Linked DNA regions of Mus musculus: regions 1, 2, 3 and 5 are each linked to region 4. Evidence: chromatin contacts called from public Hi-C and promoter capture Hi-C data. All regions are on one chromosome and are shown on one strand. The core of a region is the stretch at or near the end of the contact, and the rest is flanking DNA. Distances in the headings are between cores, read along the strand shown. Region 1 holds the start of Zfp418 (zinc finger protein 418). Region 2 holds the start of Zfp954 (zinc finger protein 954). Region 3 holds the start of Zfp28 (zinc finger protein 28). Region 4 holds the start of Zim1 (zinc finger, imprinted 1). Region 5 holds the start of Zfp583 (zinc finger protein 583).

Region 1 (2,700 bases), core at 182-2,681, 470 kb after region 4:
CTTGGCCTCTAGTCTCAGCCAGTACCTTTTGCTCCTGTAGGCACTTCTCACTCTGCACCCTACGCTAACCCAGGGACCTCCCTTAAGTTCCCTCAATTTCTCTTTCCTCAGCCACAGGATCTCTTGGCTTACTCTTGCCTCTCTTGATCAGCTTGCTCCTACCCCCTACCCCTTCTCTGTCTCTGTCTCTGTCTCTGTCTCTGTCTCTGTCTCTTCTCTTCACTTCTTCCCTTGAATTCTCTCTCTCTCTTGGTCTGTCTGAATCTTTCTAGATGCCTCAGTCTATACTCTCCCTTACATCTACAATAAAAATTTCCTCTTCCACCATACCCTGGAGCTATTGTGTCTTAATTTTCATTCAGAGGGAAAAGCAAAACAGCCTGAATGTTAAATTGTGTGTCCTTCAGAACAGGTATAAAGTGAACATTTCTAACAAAATTTACTACTGTTTCTCCTAGGATATAAAAATCTCTGTAATGTGCCCAGAGTGATGGCCCATGCCTTTAATTCCAGCACTCCAGAGACAGGAGGATCCCTATGAGTTAGGGAACAGCGTAGTTTACATAGTGAGTTCCAGGCCAGCCAGGCTTATGAAGTGATGCCTTGTCTTAAAACAAAGAAACAAATAATACATTAATAAGTTATTGTATTGAAAAAGAACAATTCAGCCATAGGAAGCTCATGCCTGGGGAGAAAGCTCAGTCAGGAACTCCGTCATTGCCTCACCTTGCCCTCCCCACCCTGTTAGCTTCTGCTAGTGCTGTGAATACCTGATTGGATGATGTTGTCCCTTTATGGTGCTCCTTGTTCTTTCCTGAAGTTACCTGATAGGACATTGTTCTGCGGGGGATCTCCCCCATTAGGACTCACAGATGGCTGCCTTGTTTGGTTTTTGCTGGATATTTTCTCCCAACTAGATGTTTTGGTATTTCTTTCTTCATATTTATTCTTCAATTTGGCTTACTCTATATTTAACTCACTCATTCTAAATGCAGAGTGGCTTACAAAACCTCTCAAGAGAGGCTCGAAAAGTTTTTCCTGTCTGCTGTTTTAACTTTCAAAATTTGGGCTAAATTATCTCTATTTAAAACATGCTACAGTGTGTCGAATATCTTTCCATAAGTAGCAACATATTTCTTCACTAAGCATGGTCAGAGATGTGTCAGCATTGCATCTGGAGTGTTTTCCTTTATAAATACATATAGGTTCCCCCAAATAAAATCCCAAATAAAATCCCCACTCTTCCTTTACTGCAGAAATATTCTGAAACAAATTAAGATCATTGTGAGGATGGATTATGGGCTGCTGTTGGTTCAAGCCTGAGCAGTAGGAACTACATTACCCACAATGCCAAGAGCAGAGTAGCAAACTGCTGAGCCAAAGAGGGCAGTTTCTGCCTGGGAAGGTCGACAGACATTGGGCGGTACTTCCTGCATTTTGTCCTGTCTTTGGTTTAACTGTCCATGGGTTGGTATTTGGAGGATTCTGAGCTTTAAAATCAGCAAGTTAGACTAAAGGTACGAGAGCGAACAGGCACTGGGTGTCGGCCAAGCAGACCATCATCAGCCGCGGCGGCCGTGCACCGGCCCCTGCGTACTCTACAGAGCCGGATGGCGGCGCTGAAGCACCTGGCTCAGGTAAGTGCCACATACTAGGCGCTCCCTCTCCCTAGATACTTTGAGTCCTAGAGCCCCTTGAGGACTCCCGCTCAGCTCACATCCTTATGAAAAACTTAATCCCTGTGTCCAGAACAGTGCCAAGCTCGTGGATGGGATCCGCATTTCTCGTAACTAGTCTGATGAGGCATGGAAGAGTGGGACCAAGAGAAGAGTGATTGACTGATTTGTGTGGGCAGTATCACGTTTGGCCACTTTAACCGGGAGCATTCCAGCCTAAAAAAACGGCAAGGTGAGGTGCATTAACTATGCCCTCACTACGGAGGAGCCAGCGGGACTGAATGGAAGATAAATGTAGCTAGAGGTTATTCAAAATATTCCAAAAGCTGCACAGAGTTAGAGCGGGCTGGAAGAGAATAATATGGAGCCCTCAGGAGAATAAAGCTTTGTGCAACATCCCGCAGCTGCTATGACTCAGCACTATGCATAGTTTAGAGATAATTTAGATATAAAAGGTTATGAAGATTCAGGACTGGACAGGGGTCCAGGTCCATGAAAACTTACCATGGTCTTTGATTCTTACAACTTTCTTCCCACAGGTTCCCAGATCTACAGAAAAGGGTATGGTCTGTATACAGGTGAGTGTGGGGTGTTCTAGTAAGTTCACCAGTGTGGCCACACTTCTTGCCTCACGTTGGTAGTGGAATTCATTTTTGTGGGGGTTCTTAAGAATGGAATGTAACATTTAGCATGGAGGCATATCCCTGGAGTCTGAACACTAGAGAGGACCAAGGCACGTTCAAAGCCAGCCTGGGATACATGGTGAGACCCTAAGAAAGAATGAGTGATTGATAAGATAGCTCAGTTGGTAAAGGCACTTGCTACCAAGCCTGAGTACTTAAGTCAGTCCCCAGAACCTACATGATAAAGGGAGAGAACTGATTCCTGAAAATTGTGCCCTGCTTTTCTACTTGTACACTCACATACATATGCATACTGGGAGAAAATAAATAAATAAATAAATAAATAAATAAATAAATAAATAAATACAAAAAGAGGGAGACTGAGATTTCAAAACCCAGTA
Region 2 (2,700 bases), core at 21-2,520, 430 kb after region 4:
GGCACGCTCCTTTAATGCCAGAACTAGGGAGGCAGAGACAGGTAGATCTTTGAGTTCAGGGCTAGGCTGATTTACAGAGAGAGTTCCAGGACAGTCAGGGCTACACAGAGAAACCCTGTCTCTATAAAAAGCCAAGGGGAAAATGAAAAAAAAAAGTTATTGGGTAAGCATGGTGTGCATCCCTTTAACTGCAACACTTGGAAGGCAAAGGAAGGCAGATCTCGGAGACTGAGGCAAGCACTGGCTACATAGGCCAGCCAGACCTGAGTTCCAGGGGGAAAAGTAGTTAACACAGCAGACTTTAGTTAAATGCTGAATGTTTTCACATAAGTAAGTAAGTAAGTAAGTAAATGAATGAATGAATAATAAAAGGGAAAGAAAGTACTACTTTAAAGTCAAACAAGCAGGAAGTGGGAGGTCCTGCCTTTAATCCAATCACTCTAAAGGATTGCAAGTTTGATTCTAGCCTCGTTTACATAGCCTCGTTTACATATGTCTCAAAAAAATTCAGATATTTGAAGACTAATCTCTCCCTCTATGGTCTACAACCCTAACTGCTGCATTAGTCCACAGCATTTACCTAAGGATTCATAGATCTCTGTCTCCATCCACATAACTTCATCCTTGCTCAATATTCCCCCGGAGATGCTTGGGAAAGTTTGAATAGATCAAGTTTCACCTCTGTTCAAATCTTCCATGGCTACCAGTCTCTCTATAAACAAAAGTCAGGTCCTTAGGGGTACTGGGCCCTTTTTCCCTCATCTAAAACGCCAGTAGAGGTCACCCCAGGGCTCTGTCTCCGAGCTCAGGCCCGCCCACAAGCCTTGGGAGGTACAGTCCAACAGGCACTGTGAGTCAGAGGGGATGGCTCTAGCGATCTAGCACACAGATGTCAAAAAACATTATTTCGTTCATCCGTACCCTACAGTCGGGGACATGAACGTCTGCCCTGTTGGCTCCTGACCCAGATCTCAGTGCTCTAGAACTCAGGTAGGTGGGCGATCACTAGGCACTCACCTGGGGCAGGGCTCCACCCGCAGCCTCCACAATCACCATCGGGCTCCAGAGGATGGTGGGGCCCTGGGAAGTCGCCATCCGCACTCGAAGCCTGGATCAGATCACACGAGCTGTCGCAAACCTCAGATCCGTCTCTGTGACGGGGGACAAACGCTTTTAACGTGCCGGCTTTCCTGCCATGGCCAAAGCAGATGACACCAGTTTTCTGTGAGCCATACTGACGGGTCCAGGAAGTTACAAAGAACCTCCAGCACGCAAAGCCAAAAGTCCCGCCCAACGGTTCTCGCCGTCGCTGAAATGCCCATTTTCATTGGCTGAGTTTCATGCAATGTTTTCTGGGCAATGTAGTTCATGCAGGAGCAAATTTCTGCGATCCGGACACAACTGCCCTGCTTGACAAGACCAAGTTTCAGTGGATTTCTTGGCACTGGCGTGGAGACTATTTTCTCCACACCGTTTTCTACCTTAGGTGAGTTAGATGTGGATTAGAAATAGTAGAGGCTGAGTCACAAGGTCAGGCTTGCTGGAACTCTTAAATTACAGAACTGCAGGCAGAGGCAGGTAGATTTCTGTGTTTTCGAAGCTGTCATAGTGTGTTCCAGGCCAGACAGGGCTACATAGTGAAACCTTGTTTTATTTGATGTCTAGAAATACAGGAGACGGGCAAAGTTGAATTTTGCATTTGAGACATTTGCCTTGTGTGAAATGATACTCGCCAGGTTCGTGGGCTAATAAATACAGAAATGGTGACCATGGAAGAGGGGAAAAGGACATGTTTGGATTGGATTCAAAGATTCCTTCACCACAGGACTCTAGATTCAGACACTTCTCACACCACTATGGAGTCGTCAGGATTAATGCTTCTATTGTGCTAAGAGAAAATTAAAGGAACATTTAGGAACATTTAGGAAGCTTTGCTGTACTCCCCCCCCCCCCCAAGACTGCTCTGGAAAATGCGAACACGGGCGTATCTGTAATCATGACAGTGTCCGCAGAAGTCCTGTTAATTTCATGCATATCGCTTCTCCACTTTCCCCTTCTGCAACTGTCCCGGTTTCCCATGGTCCACATTGTCTGAACTACAATACCCAGAAGAGATGGCTCATACACCTTTAATTCCAGCACTTGAGAGGCAGAGACAAATGGATCTTGGAGTTCAAGGCTAACTTTCTCTACAGAGCAATTTCCAGTAATACACAAGAAACCCTTTTACTAAAAGAAAAACAAGGTTGGAAGGTAGGAGCGGAGATAGGTTTTGTCTTCTGACATCTGGACAAGTCTGAAATCTGCTGCCTTAGTGTGACTGATTCTAAGCCTTAAGTAGGAATGCCTCTATTCATGAGCCTCTCAGGTCAGCTGGGTCAGCTGGGCTGCAAACTCTTGATGCAGATGAGATGGTACATGGTCCCCGGTCTACTGATGTTACAGAACCCTGGGGTCTGGATAATGAGCCCAGGCACAGGGCTGATGTCCCTGATAGCAATCCAGTCCTAGAAGGTTGTTTTTATTGTTTTTATTTTTACTCTCCTGAAGATTGTATTTCCTTTCTGTGCCAGTACTACTCCTGTAAACATGTGAACATTACTAAGATACTCCAGACTTTCTGCAAGCAATGTGGCAAGCACCAGCTCCACAAAGTGGTACAGTATAAGATGGACAAGGATTCTTTGTCCAAGGAAAGTG
Region 3 (2,700 bases), core at 2-2,501, 310 kb before region 4:
TAACTGAATGACAAAAATAGGCAGCTCACAGTCCTAAATGGGACATTCTTGTATACCTTCTCAAGGGTCTGGGAACATCGTATTAGACGAAGGAGAAAGAATGTAAGAGTCTGAGAATGGCAAGGAGTGCTGTGGAATGGTTTTGGGCATGTTGTGCTCATGAACTCATAGAAACTGATTACCAGCACAAGATTGCTGGTAATTACCAGCGCCGATCAATATTATAGCCATTGATAGAGGAAGGGCGTACCCCTCCACACCTAGCTGAGGAGCTATAAGCAAATGATGGCAGCTGAGAGAGTGGGAGTCATTTTTCTTTGGGGATGTGGCCTCTGGTAGATTGTTCATGTCACACTCCACTGGTATACTGGTAGGCGGCACTAACAGGGCTATATTTAAAAAAAAAGTGTGGTGGGGTGGCAAAAGGAATGTGGAAGTATTGGGGATGGTTGGGAGAGGAGATGTGTTGGATATGATCAAGATACAGTATATATACATGTATGAAACCGACAAAGAATAAACTGCGCTCCCCTCACCTCACCCCGCTTCCCCGTTTCTCTGTGTAGCCCTGACTGTCCTGGAACTCGCTCTGCAGATCAGGTTGGTCTCGAATTCTGAGATCCGGCTGTCTCTTACTCCCGGGCACTGCGATTAAAGGCAAGAGTGAACATATTAAAGAGGCACCGCAGAAGAAAACCTGGGGAAACCTGCAGACCTAAAACTTGGTAGTACATACAGAGGGGCATTTTGAACACTAGGCACTAAAGTCGAGGTGGTCTAGTGGAGAGGTGAAGATTGCAATGGCAGCAACTGAATCCCAAACTGAAAAGTACATGCAACCAGAACCACTGTGGACTTGCCAAAAGCCCGCATTGCCCCAGCCCAATTCACAGCATCCTCCAACTCCCCTTCCTCCAAACAACCTCAAATCGCGCGCCACTAGCCCTGCCGCTGCACTCGTACGCTCCAATTGTCACCAGGACTCCCAGAAGCCTCTGAGGAACTGTTTTGAATTTCGCGGGACTCGTGTTTCCGGCAGGGTCCCGCGGTTCTCCCACAGGGTCTTGTAAAAACCAGCTGGGCTCTAAAGGATTTCTCCGCTGGGGACTACACTTCCCAGGGGGCCTTGTGCTCAAGCAAAGTCCACTTCCGGTGCGTTCCGGAGGAACTGCCTGAGGGTCCGATCTTTTAGGGCGGGGTTGGGCAGGGCGAGGGCGTGGCTGGCGAGGGCGTGGCGGGCGTGGGTGTTGCCGGGGGTGTGTCCCTGAGCAGCGGCCTTGAAGGGTGTCTGCAGCCTGGCTAGGAGAGCGTGCGCCCCTCGCGTGACATGCAGGGAATGGCGAGTGTAGTGTCATGCGAACCCTGGGCCCTCCTGGGGCGTGGCGCCCTCTGCACAAAGGCCAGGCCTGGTGGAGGTCCGGCGGCGGGGACTGTAGTTGCTCCTGGGAGCCCCGACCGGGGAAGGCCGCGCTCCAGGAACAGCCTGGCCTCCCAGGATCAGCAAGGAGCAGTGACCTCGGGGACCGCGCACAAAGGTGAGTGTCATGTTTCTGGGCTGAGTGGACAAAGATGAATCTATTCTGGGTGTGAAGGAAGGGTAAGGTCCGATGGTTCTCGAGGCCTTGGTGCTGGAGATGGTGTCTCTGGGCGCGTGATTGTGATGGTTAAATAACCAATCCTCGAAAGCTCAACTTGAGGCAGAGAAGTCAGGCAGAGGTGCTGGAGGGACGTTGACAACTACAGGGTCAACTTAGTTTAGACTTGTATCCATGTCAATGCTTCAAGAAATGAAACTCCCAGTGCGACAAGAGATGGCTTAGCCATTGTACTTGTTCCTCTTGCAGAGGTTCCTAGCACCCACATAGTGAGTCACAACCATCCCTAACTCCTATTGCAGGGGATAGAACATTCTCCTCTGAACTTTGTGGGCATCAGGCACACACACGTGGTGCACATATATTCATGCAAGTAAGACGAGAAAAGAGACAACCTGATTCCACATCCTACCCTGTCCTTACTCCCGCACAGGGTAATAAGGGTTTGGCATCTCTGCTCATGCACGGTGTAGTCTCGTGTAGATTTGGTGTCTAGTCCTTCCTTTCCTCCAGCTCTGTTTTCCAGAGATACCAACTTCCTCCAGGAGATAAACCGCAAACAGGAAGCTGCCCCTACAGGGACTAGACATAAAGCCAAGTCGCAGGTGAGTCACATTTCCTCTTTGCTTCCTGAAACAGTCTTGCCTTTTCAATACTTAATGGTGTTTATTTTCTGTGAAAAGTTTTCAGTTTAAGAGACCTGTCCTGGGTGCTGTTTCTTCCTACTCCGGTGAGTGATGGGCTACAGGGCTAGCTTCAAACTGATTCTCTTTCCTTTTCATCCCAACTGTTCCTTCTTGGTTGAAGAAATGATTCATCCCTTTCATTGTCCCATTTATCTCAGAAGGGTTTTTTTGTTTGTTTGTCTTTTGTTTTGGATAAGGTCTATCTACATAGCTCTGGCTGCCCTGCAACTCACTATGTACACTATATAGACTAGGCTGGTCTTGAACTCACAGAACTCTGCCTGCCTCTTATGAGTGCAGGAATTAAAGGTGTTTCCCATCATATTCTTCTGATTCTTATGTTCAGAAACGCTGCAGTGCTTCCACCTGGTTTCTATGATGCTCACCTTGGAGGAGAAATATATTGTGGTTAAGGCTTG
Region 4 (2,700 bases), core at 66-2,565:
TGGTCCCTTCCACAGCACAGTAGCCACCCCGACACCTCAGTCCTAGAACAGGACATTTGCCTGAATGGGACTTCGGGGCTGTCTTCTGGGCTTGGGTCGAAATTATCCAGGGTTTCATACTGCTCACCGGCCACTAGGTAGGGGAGAAATGCCTGGCCTGGCTGCAACCTTGCCTTGGATATCCACAAGTTTAGCTAATAGCTATCCAGAGAGCATACCAATGTGTTAGTGACCAAACTCATTGATCACCTAGACGAGATGCTATATGCACAAACTATCACCCTTACTTACATATAAGCAAACACATATGAATACTCAAATACACATAAACAACCCAATGGAATAGAATCAATTGCATACAAATCAGTAAGATGCAATTCACGAACTATATACAAACCCAGGCCATGTAAATCCACAGTTGAATTGAGCCCCAACTCCTTCAACCATCCCAACACATTCCCCGCCATACCACAGATACAAATACAACCTAAAATCTGCACAACCTCCCTCTGCCAGGCATACTATGAACTCACAATCTGGGACCAGCTAGCTGGTTCAGCTGGTAAAGGCGATTGCTGCCAAGCCTTATAACTCGAGTTCCATCGCTGGGACCCACATAGTAGGAAAAAACAGGCTGTTGTGAGTTGTCCAAAGACCTACACACACATACAAACACACAAAATTAATTAATTAATTAAATTTAAAAATTCACACTCACAGTGTTATTACATAAAATCTATATTAGTAGATCCACAGAATGAGACACATAGTCGGGCTCAAATACAGACACATTTCCCAACACACAAATACAAGATCATATAATCACACTTGACCACATCAGCACAGTCAGGCAGTTGGGCAAAACTCACAACTACAGCTCATCCGTATACAAAAACAGATACAGTTACAAAGTAGAACACAAGCTCACGCACACCCACATAAGAAGAGAATTCGAGTCTACAGTGTTCAAACAACCCAGCTAGGACCAACTACAACCACACAGGCGAGACAAACTAAGCCACCCATAAACGTAAAGTTGTGGAAGAAAGCTGACACATTGCAGGGACCAAACCCTCCAAATAGGAGTTACACAAATCTCCATAACGTAGCAGAAGTATGTCTAAGAGCTGTGCCACACTATTCCCTCGCACACCCCCTACCCAGACCACTGTCCTCTACAGAGCTGTGATAGGGTGGGGACCCACCCAGCATGCAGACACCCTGCCCTCTCAGTCCTCTCCCGTGTTCTTGCCTCTCGTCCTCGCGCTTGGTTATCCGTCCGTCCGCACTCGCCTCCAGGCACCGCAGCCTGCGGCCACCCGGAGTGGAATGCCGCGGGATGACTTTCAAAACCCAAGTCCCCAGCTCTAGGGCACCGCCCACAGGACTACATGTCCCAGAAGGTCTCACGCCGTCCAGCCTGAGGCTCCAGGCTATGGAGCGCCCAGCACCCGGCACAGCGCGCTGGGACCTGTGGGAAATGTAGTCCCCAGCAAGATGCGCTCGCTATAAGCGTTCCTCAGACGCTCTGCCCTTCTGTGGCTCCACTTCTAGTACTATAGAGAAATTGCGTCTCCTGGTGGAAAAATTTCCTTCGGTAGTAAAATTTCTAAATTGATAGAGGCCGATGGTAGAAAAGGGAAAGATTTTTAAGATTATGTGATGACACGCTGAGGTAGAGTGGTTTGGTTTGGTTTGGGACAGGGTTTCACTATGTAGACCTCAACCTCAGGATCCCCTTGCCCTGAGCTGGGATTACTGGACGGAGTCACCAGCACTCTTCTGTTTTCACTTCTTTGCTTCTAGACCTACTTTACCATTAAAGTCACAGCGTAGACTTGGGGAGCGTCTTAGTCAGGGTTTCTATTCCTGCACAAACATCATGACCAAGAAGCAGTTGAGGAGGAAAGGGTTTATTCACCTTACATTTCCACATTGCTGTTCATCACTGAAGAAGTCAGGACTGGAACTCAAGCAGGTCAGGGAGCAGGAGCTGATGCAGAGGCCATGGAGGGATGTTCTTAACTGGCTTGCTTCCCCTGGCTTGCTCAGCTGCTCTCTTATAGAACCAAGACTACCAGCCCAGAGATGGTCCCACCCACAAGGGGCCTTTCTCCCTTGATCACTAATTCAGAAAAAGCCTTACAGTTGGATCTCATGGAGGCATTTCCTCAACTAAAGCTCCTTTCTCTGTGATAACTCCAGCTGTGTCAAGTTGACACAAAACTAGCCAGTACAGGGAGTATTTCTCAGCTAGTAGAAAGACTCCTCGGCTTCTACAAGTGGTATCCCCTTCACCGCTGATCTGGGCTAAGCTTCCCACTGTTGTACAGGGATTATAGGGTGTTGAGGATTATAGGTATGTCAGGGGGAGAAAAATGTGCCCACTATCCCTGCAGATACATCATTAATGCTTCGTAATATTCACACCCTCTGTTGTAGGGTATGCAATTTCTCTCCTGAAGGTGGAATACAAACTTCCTTATTCCAGGAAGTTTGCTTTAGCCAACAGAATGAAGTGGGTAGCACTGACTCCTAAGTGTCAACGGGTTGTTCACTGATTCTCTTGGTGTGGAGGTTTGAATGAAAATGGCCCCGATAGATTCACAGGAAGTGAATCTTAGAAGGTGTGGCATCACTGGAGCAGGTGTGACCTTGTTGGAGGAACAGCATCATTCCAGCCAGGCTTTGAGGTTTCAG
Region 5 (2,700 bases), core at 188-2,687, 370 kb before region 4:
AAAATGTATTTTTGCCTCTTAGAGTGAGTTCCTAAGAGCACTGAACCCACAGGCGAGGCTGAACTGCGTCCTTGCTGGCCGGGGGAAAGGGTGCTCTTAGCTTAGTCTTGGGGGACTAGCTCTTGTGTTGCAGTGGAGAACAAGAGCAAGTCACTGGAGAGAGGAGATTTTGTCAGGCAGCTGAATTTCTGAAATCAAAGTGGTTTAGCCTGACTGATAAATAAGGTGGCATTCCAGGGAAAAAGAAACGCTTCTTACCTTGGACATGGCGTTAAAGCTTCAAGAATGTATGGCTGTGTTTCTGGGAGCAGGGAGGTGTCCTAAGAAAGTAAAGTGGACAGAAACAGGAAACTGTAAGTTCCAGGTGTATCCTGCAGCCCCAGCATCACACCTCTGTCCTTCTCCTCCCTCCACAGACATGCATTTGAGGTATCCCTACATTTAACAATGCTTTTCCTATGTACTGTATAGTTCTGGGACTCAACATATATTTTATGTCTAAGTTATCTCTTTCACTTATGTCTGAGCAATTTAAGACTGGCATTATTAGATTAGAATCTTCCACCTTTCACACATGAAGGTTTACATCATTGAAGATACACAAGGCAATAGTTGAGAAAATAACTGTGCCAAACTGGAAACTAGACTGGAATTTATAGTGTATAGATGACGTTAAAAGGAAGTATATCTCCACCCTTTCCATAAGGATGAGATGTAGGCCATCAAGTGAAGCTACTTTGCACAGAGTGGGTAGCAAAGGGACCATGTGATCTAGAAGACAGTGGACCAGGATCAGGATACCCTACAAATGCCCCCCCCCGCCCTTCCCCCCCTATGATATCTCATACTGTCACATATTTTCCAGCACTGTCTGTCTCAAACAGTTACACTGTTTAGATGCAATGAAATAGCCCTATACACTGTTATTCGGGCCCATACATTGTCACAGGCTCCATCCCAGCTGGTAGCAAAAGTCTTGCTGTAATAATATCACATAGTCCCAAATGCAGCCTCAAAGCCCCTCATGGCGTCTTTATCCCCACATTCCACATTGTCACAGACCCCCCTTGTACCTGGTGGCATAGTCTTGTGTATTCACACACATCCTTATGGGATCTCACAGTCTCATACACCATCATAGGCCCTTCAACACTGTGACATGGTCTCATAGTGCTACACCTATTGTCCCAGCCTCTCACTCTATGTCATAGCCAGCATTCAGTCTCACAAACTGTCACAGGCCCTGACAGTACTCTTGGCACAGTCTCAAGCCTCAGGCCTTCACAATAAAGTGGCTTGGTCTCAACCCTGTCAGATAGGTTTCCAAACACATTCTCCCACATGCTGTCATATACAGTCAACACGCTGTCACAACCCCTCAGTTTCAAGCAGTATTCAGTCTCACAGCCACAGGCATCTCGTACACAAGGTGTGGTCTGACACTGCCACTCAGATCCCCACTCCAAAGTGCTCACATATAATACACCCTCCACTGTGCAGTCACCCACACTGTCACAGCCTTTCAGTCTTACACAGTGTATGCAGTACCAGACCCCCTCACACGGTGTGGGGTCTCACTGTCATATGAGTCTTCAGACACATTCTCCCACATGATCCCTTATATTGTCACAATCTGTCACACACAATGTCACAGCCTCGGTCTCACACAGTATTTAGTCTCACAGTCAGAAGTCCTTAATACACAGTGATCCAGTCTAACACTGTCACTCAGCTGATCCCTCCCCGGTACAATCACATACACTGTCACAGTCTTTTAGTCTCACAGAGTATTCAGTCACAGGCCCCCCTCATGCAAGTGGGTGGTCTCATACTGTCACACACATGATAACCACCTCAGTCTCACACAGTGTACAGGCTCAGCCACAGTCACTCACTCATGTTCCCACACACATCCCCTAGCGCTATCACACACTGGCACAAGCCTCTCTCTCTGTTTCATGTATCTCCATACTCACAGTCACAGGCTCCCCCCATTATGGGGTGCTGTCTTATAATGTCACATACATTGTCACCGCCTCAGTCTCACATAGTTGCAACCTTACAATCATAATAGGCCCCTCATATACGGTGGCGTGGTCTCGCACGGTCACTCTGCACCCACTACACTTTCTCCCACGCGGTACCTTGATCCTCACCGAGCGTCTCCTCAGTCCTCGTCACCTCTCACTCGGCGCCGAGGCAGATCTGGCCGGGGCCGGGGCTCGATCTCGCGGCGCCGGTAGAGCTCACAAAGGCGCGGCTGCGGAGCGACTCCGCGCAAGGGCCTCTGGGAGGTGGAGTACTGCGCTTGACTGGAGCGGCGTAAGGCATGCTGGGAACGCCTTTTAGGGCGCGGCTTTCGGGGGTCCTAGAATCTCCGCTGAATTCTGTCTCTTCCCTTCCGGTCGTCAGAACCAGAACTCACTCAGGCTGCGCAGGAGCTGCTTGCTCTCCTCGGTCTCTTAGACGAGGAGTCGGGGGTGGGGGTAGTTGTGGTGGTGGTGGTGGTGGTGGGGGGGCTGTGCTCGAGCACGCATGCGCAGTGCTAGCTGGCCGGTGCCCTGTCCAGAGCAGCGGATGAAAATTGGTCATCTCCTGGTTCAGGGCCCACGTTGCTGGGTTTCTTTCTCCCTTGTTTGTTTACCTTCTCTCTGCCTTACCTTTTCACGCATCATTCATTACTCGCCTTCTGTATGTCAG

Evidence for each region. Promoter capture Hi-C pulls out the DNA fragments that hold promoters and counts their contacts. A called contact is a pair of places that touch in the nucleus more often than the background predicts.
Region 1: a promoter capture Hi-C map of hippocampal neurons shows a contact between it and region 4, with 4 times the contacts expected there. The contact joins the promoter of Zfp418 here to the promoter of Zim1 in region 4. A contact is called at or near these places in 10 of 39 promoter capture datasets (cranial neural crest, embryonic stem cells, frontonasal cranial neural crest and 5 more).
Region 2: a contact with region 4 is called in a Hi-C map of rod photoreceptor, with 4 times the contacts expected there. The contact joins the promoter of Zfp954 here to the promoter of Zim1 in region 4. A contact is called at or near these places in 10 of 39 promoter capture datasets (the 3T3-L1 cell line, cranial neural crest, embryonic stem cells and 6 more), 1 of 484 Hi-C or Micro-C datasets (rod photoreceptor) and 2 of 115 datasets of contacts at active chromatin or transcription factors (astrocytes and stem cell-derived neural progenitor cells).
Region 3: a promoter capture Hi-C map of hippocampal neurons shows a contact between it and region 4, with 5 times the contacts expected there. The contact joins the promoter of Zfp28 here to the promoter of Zim1 in region 4. A contact is called at or near these places in 12 of 39 promoter capture datasets (the 3T3-L1 cell line, cranial neural crest, embryonic stem cells and 7 more), 3 of 115 datasets of contacts at active chromatin or transcription factors (embryonic stem cells and stem cell-derived neural progenitor cells) and 4 of 9 other capture datasets (adipose tissue, embryonic stem cells, liver and 1 more).
Region 5: a contact with region 4 is called in a promoter capture Hi-C map of liver, with 6 times the contacts expected there. The contact joins the promoter of Zfp583 here to the promoter of Zim1 in region 4. A contact is called at or near these places in 6 of 39 promoter capture datasets (the 3T3-L1 cell line, cranial neural crest, hippocampal neurons and 2 more) and 3 of 115 datasets of contacts at active chromatin or transcription factors (embryonic stem cells, fibro-adipogenic progenitors and stem cell-derived neural progenitor cells).

What each region holds. Positions count from the first base shown.
Region 1 is chr7:7,169,922-7,172,621 of GRCm38.p6, forward strand. Zfp418 (zinc finger protein 418) reads left to right here and starts at 1,432. Exons shown (of 4, transcript NM_146179.2): 1 at 1,432-1,637; 2 at 2,216-2,254. The coding sequence starts at 1,611.
Region 2 is chr7:7,120,206-7,122,905 of GRCm38.p6, forward strand. Zfp954 (zinc finger protein 954) reads right to left here and starts at 1,271. Exons shown (of 5, transcript NM_172738.3): 1 at 1,018-1,271. The coding sequence starts at 1,095.
Region 3 is chr7:6,382,067-6,384,766 of GRCm38.p6, forward strand. Zfp28 (zinc finger protein 28) reads left to right here and starts at 1,252. Exons shown (of 7, transcript NM_175247.3): 1 at 1,252-1,535; 2 at 2,109-2,200. The coding sequence starts at 1,328. Zfp78 (zinc finger protein 78) reads left to right here. Exons shown (of 5, transcript NM_001025163.1): 5 at 1-539.
Region 4 is chr7:6,695,117-6,697,816 of GRCm38.p6, forward strand. Zim1 (zinc finger, imprinted 1) reads right to left here and starts at 1,316. Exons shown (of 8, transcript NM_011769.4): 1 at 1,253-1,316; 2 at 534-656.
Region 5 is chr7:6,328,997-6,331,696 of GRCm38.p6, forward strand. It overlaps Zfp583 (zinc finger protein 583), which reads right to left and starts at 1,438. Exons shown (of 5, transcript NM_001033249.3): 1 at 1,074-1,438; 2 at 259-320. The coding sequence starts at 267.